2 separate regions of the Mus musculus genome follow, and region 1 is linked to region 2. Evidence: chromatin contacts called from public promoter capture Hi-C data. All regions are on one chromosome and are shown on one strand. Each heading gives the region's core, a stretch centred on a gene start, on an enhancer-like site or on the middle of the called end of the contact. The rest is flanking DNA. Distances are from core to core; before and after follow the strand shown. Region 1 overlaps Rimbp2 (RIMS binding protein 2). Region 2 overlaps Rimbp2 (RIMS binding protein 2).

Region 1 (2,700 bases), core at 97-2,596, 140 kb before region 2:
TTGGAGTAGGTGTGGCCTTGCTGAAGTGGGTGTGTCACACTGGCTGTGGGCTTTAAGACCCTCATCCCAGCTGCCTGGAGGCCAGTATTCTGCTATCAGCCTTCAGATGAAGATGTAGCTTCTCCTGTACCGTGCCTGCCTGGATGCTGCCATGCTCCCGCCTTGGTGATAACGGACTGAACCTCTGAACCTGTAAGCCAGCCCCAGTTAAATGTTGTCCTTATAAGAGTTGCCTTGGTCATGGTTGTCTGTTCACAGCAGTGAAACCCTAACTAAGACGGTGTGTTTGTGTATGCACCTGTGATGTTTGTGTGCTGTAGTGTGCATGAGGGGGGTCAGAGGACAATTTTTTTGTGAGGTTAGTTCTCTCCTTCTACTTTTATAGGGGTCCTGGGATTGAACTCGGGTCATCGGGGCTGCGTGGCAAGCACTTGAGCCACCACGCCATCTTGGCAGCCCACAAGTGTCTTTAGAACTCTGGAATTACTTTATTGATTGATTGCCTCTCCGGGGCTCGGAGCAGTCTGACTCCTTTTCCTGGGGGAAGGTTTTATCTTGCTTTCAATTTTCACTTGTTAATGCTCTGTCATTCACAGCCAACTGGAAACACAAGACACAACGTCTTTAATTCAACAATGCTTTCCGGCACTTCTGAGGAGCCGGATGCCTCCTGGGGATGGAGACAGCTTTGAACACAGTGTCCCAGCTCTGGCCCTGGGCTGTGTGTGTGACATGGTGGTAGTGAATGAACCTCGCAGGCGTGGGAAGGGTGCCGAGACTTGTTAAATGCAAAACAATAGCAGCAAAGGGGCAGGAGTGGGGTTATATTTTTGGACATCAAAAGAAATTAGACTTAGCTGAGTGATGCTGCAGGTAGATCTCCAAGTTTGAGGCCAGCCTGGTCTACAGAGTGAGTTCTGAGGATAGCCAGAGAGAGAGGAAAAACCCTGCCTTGAAAAACAAAACAAACAGAAACCCAAACAAACAAAAATGACTATATAAAACAGAGTTTTGGGTTTAAAGATAAATTGACATAGAATTTGGGGGTCCATTCCATACCTTTCATTTTCCTTACCATCTTCTGAAAGAAGTTCATTTTGATACAAGTGAGACCCAATACTGGCATTTTGTATGTCCACAGATCCATAGGTTCCCAGAACTGTATACCCTGTGGGGTGGGGGGCCCACAAGGGAAGGGAGAGTAGGAAAAGCAGTGTTTTCTGGGCCCTGCTTATTGTGGAAACACAAGATTCCACAGTGACTCTGTCGGTGTGACTCACCCTGACAGATATGCCCTGCGCTAGCAGCCCCCATTTACAGATTGAATTTCCTCTCTATTGATGGACACCAAGCCGCTCCCATGCCTGGGGCTGTTCATGAATAAGTAAACAGTCTTCCAGCCCGGTGCAGAGCTGAGCAGAGCAGCCGGTTGGAGCTGAGAGACCAGTGAGCCCAGGAGTGCTGGAGGGGAGACCTGGCCAGCCTGTGGGAGCCACTGGTCCCAGATCCTGTAAGTACCTGCTTTGTGGGATGGGACAAGCCAGTTGAGTGACTGCACCTACACTCATCTGGGCAGACAGAAAGCCCAGCCTCCCTGTGGATTATGGCTGGCAGCAAGAAGTATTTCTGAACCCAGTAGGGGGACTTTCCAGCCTCCACGTGTAACTCACACCTCCAAATCCTCCGGGCTGTAATCGTGGTTTAAATTTCGGTTGTGATCTGTGGACTTAGCTCTAGATCTGTCCCCAGGCTGATCTCAGCCAGGAGACATCTTTGACCTGGTGGGATGCGCCCATGGAATAGATTGCAAGGAAGGTGTTCACCCTCCCGTGTCACGAAGGGTAATAAGGACATACAGGTAGACCATGGCAGACTGCATGCTACCAATCCTTAGACAACCATTTTTTTCAAGACTGCCTTTACCTTTGCTTTTTTAAACATCACATCCAGACTCGTTCACCTTTAAGACATCTTGGGCAGAAAGTCTGCTTCCTTTTCTATTTAGGACCAATTTGGGCTTCAAGTTTGAAGCCCAGCTGTTAAGACCGAGATTAACCCCATGAAGAGTTTAGAGGGCAAATAGAATCAGAAAATGCTTAGGAAACGCCAGCATTTTCCATTTATATAGTCCAGTGTTAGTGGGACGCTGATGACAGGGTTCAAGAGCAGAGGGTAGTTAGTTAATTTTGTCAACGTGGGGGGCAAACACAAGAAAACAGACCCGCCCTTGTGGTGGAAGGAACTCTCCGGCCCACAATGGTCCTGTTTACAGAGCTGAGCAGGTGGCTCTTGTTTGTGTATGTGGCTCAGCATTGGATGGCCGCAGTAAAAGGTCCATCAATTAATCATGGCTTCTGCTCCCATCTCCCTACGCAGCTCAGTTAATTAAAGCTCTGCACGAAGTGGTAGCCTAGCTCCGTGCTCCATTCTGCCATGCACGTCCTCTCAGAGCTGTTATCCAGCCGGACCACTTTGGAATTAATAAGCCTCGCTCACAGGAAGCCTCAGAGAGCAGTTTCCTATGCTTTCACAGAATGAGCAGGCTCTCCAGCCAGCCGTGTGGGACATAGACCTCGCACAGGAACCAGAATGATGATAGAGAGCCAGTTTGACTGATTCTATGCAGAGCCTCCCTGTCCCTCCCCCCAAGTTCATGAAATGTACCATGGACCTAGGAACTACTAATCTAGTGACAAATAG
Region 2 (2,700 bases), core at 95-2,594:
TTTGGGAGGGTTCTGGCAATGGGGACGGGGGCAGGGAGTTCCTGGCTGTATTCATCCTGATGCTATAAGATTCATGTATTTATCTTTTTACTGATAAAAAAGAATACCAGGGCAGGGGAATGGTAGGTACACGCGAACCTTGATGGAACAGCTCTCTCCTTCTACCAAGTGTTCAACCAGGGGTTCAACTCTGGTGTCAGGCTGATGGTGGCACCTTACCTGCTGGCCCACCCTGTAGTGTAATTGGCATTTGCCCTGTGACCAGTGGTGCTGTGATCTTCCCCTCTCCCCCCAATTTGGGGGAGGGGAGGGGAGCATTTGTCAATTTATATGGAGAGATGTCTATTTTTGAATGTCTTTTGTTGCTTGGCTGTTTTCGTTTACATATTCTGGTTAATAGCCCCTAGCAGAAAAAGATCATGGATAACTACGGATCCCTCCCTTGAGTCCATTGCTATGCCTTTGGTGGTGTACTGTGCGTGTTTTAGTTGATGTAGGCTGACCATCAATGAAGAAACACAACCCCATGTCACCGCTGTCACAAGCTAGGCTAGCATACTGCCACCGTCTTACACCTCAGCCATTTTTACTTCAGTGCAGGGTCTCACCAAGTTGCCAAGGCTTGCCTTGAACTCCCTTGGTAGCCCAAACTAGCTCAAAAGGATGCAGATTCCAGGCAATTGTTTCACCACACTCCTGCCCTAGAGAACCAAGGAGTTAGATCTTTAGTACCTATTTCTCACTTCTGAAATAAGAGCTGCATTGGAGAAGGCACATCAAGACCCGTATAGGACTAAAGCTGACACTTCGCAGGAGGTTGAGCCAGGAGGGTTGTTGAGTTTAAGGCTGCCCTGGGCAACTTCCCTCTTTCAAAATAAGTAAAAGAGGGCGCTGGGCATGCGACTCAGCAGCAGAACACTTGCCTGGTGCACACAAGGCCCTGGATTTCACACCTTGTGTGTGGCCGGGCTTGTTGTTCTAATCTGGGCGTTTTGGGAGTGTTTATCCAGCATTCCACTAAGGCCTGCCACTTCTAGCCAGAATCAGCTGCTCGCTTCTGTCCTCTTAAGCAGAGCATCATTATGGGAGAAATAAGCTCTGAAGAAATAAGTGACTCCCCCTTGATCCCCACTCTCCCTCCCCCACCCCTACCCTGTGATTACAGGGAGAGCTGAATGGGCAAAAAGGCCTCGTGCCTTCCAATTTCCTGGAAGAAGTGCCTGATGATGTGGAGGTCCACCTTTCTGATGCTCCGCCCCACTACTCCCACGACCCGCCCATGCGCTCCAAGGCCAAAAGGGTAAGCCAGCCCCCTTAGCCCGCCTGCCTCCCCCTCCCCTCTCTGCCATCTGGCGCAATCTTTGCATTGCTGCTTTCCTGACTTGGGCCCCACCAGCATCTGCCCTTGTTTTTTTTTCAGTTTTTTTTTTTTTCCTCTGTCCTTCTTTGGACATTGTGCCCGCAAATGCTTAGCTCCAACACAAGTTGGTGTTCCACAGAAGGACCCTTTGGTTTCAGTCAGTCTGCCTGACCCCAGGGTCTTCCCCTGGCCTGCACAGTAGGTAGGTGCACAGTTCAGCTGACAGAGAGTGAGGTTCGGGGACCTGGATGTCACTGGCCTCCCCCCTTAGGGTTCTAGATGGCAGGGATTACTTAGTGTCCGTAGCACGCCTGCCTGAGACTGCATTCTCTCGAGTGTCTCATCTTTACGTTTCGCCATCACTGCGAGTTCTTATCTGTTGTATTTTACGTATATGTTTTTATCTCTTCGCTCATCTGCTTGGACATAGAAGAAGAGTGTTCATTTCACACCCTAATCAGGCATGTAGCCGTCACGTAAGTGAGCAACCGAAGACACCTTAGAGAGATACCGACTTAAGCTACCCTAAGCGGACAGCACGGTAGTCTTAAGACGTCAATGTGGGCTTAAAGAAAGAGAGAGAAAAGAAATATGTCTCAAAACAAACAAACAAAAAAATCATTGGACCTAAAGTATTAGGCTATCTCACCTGGTTTCAGTTGCCTGGCAACTAGATTCATAGTGAAATGAATCGTCTCGAACAATTTTTTTTTTAAATGTGTCCGTTGAGAATACGGGAAAGGCCAACCTTGGGAACATATTTCTTAAAGCTGTTTGTTTACACAAGAGTGCGCCAGCGTGTACTCACAAGGAGAGTTGCCTATTGCATTGTTAGCTACCCTCAGTCAAAAAGCACAACCGGATCCATGTGTTTACCGTAGCAGGGTTGACTCATGGTGAGAGCCAAGACAAAACTTTAATCCCAGATCAAGCCCCAAGGGGTGGCCTTGGCTCTGGGCATGCCAAAGCTGGTGGAATACCCAGCTGCAGCCCCTTGGCCTTAGGAGCAGGTGTTCCCTCTCCTCAAAGCACAATTGTCCCGAGCTCATGGAGGTACGCATGTACCTACGAGGTGCTGGCATACTAATGCAATAGTATCTCCGGATGCGGCAGCTCCCATGACTGCGCTAGCTGGCCCCATGGTATCTTCAGGTGTGCTTTGGGTGCGCCCTAGGTGTTCTCCATTAGAGTTAGACCTTGATTTTCAATCCAAGCAAGCTTGGGGGCCCCTTGCCTTGTATTGTGTGCCCGCTGAGTGCCCTGGTCTCACTCGCCAAGTTTTGCTCTGGGGAGATTACTGAACCAGAAGCCTGGCGATCCCTGGCCACGCCCAGGCGTGT

The links. Capture Hi-C pulls out chosen DNA fragments and counts their contacts.
Region 1: a promoter capture Hi-C map of pancreatic islet shows a contact between it and region 2. The contact joins two enhancer-like sites. A contact is called at or near these places in 1 of 484 Hi-C or Micro-C datasets (nephron progenitors) and 1 of 9 other capture datasets (pancreatic islet).

Annotation. Positions count from the first base shown.
Region 1 is chr5:128,903,002-128,905,701 of GRCm38.p6, reverse strand. All of the region lies in intron 1 of Rimbp2 (RIMS binding protein 2), which reads left to right. Among named protein-coding and RNA genes, the nearest start is that of Rimbp2, 49 kb to the left of the region's middle. Within about 2 kb of position 1,346, at least 27 of the 459 cell types and tissues checked have an H3K27ac peak or open chromatin away from gene starts, as enhancers often do. A contact at or near this core is called in pancreatic islet, where this site is marked.
Region 2 is chr5:128,759,940-128,762,639 of GRCm38.p6, reverse strand. Rimbp2 (RIMS binding protein 2) reads left to right here. Exons shown (of 21, transcript NM_001378900.1): 20 at 1,166-1,300. Among named protein-coding and RNA genes, the nearest start is that of Gm42875, 8.9 kb to the left of the region's middle. Within about 2 kb of position 1,344, at least 13 of the 459 cell types and tissues checked have an H3K27ac peak or open chromatin away from gene starts, as enhancers often do. A contact at or near this core is called in pancreatic islet, where this site is marked.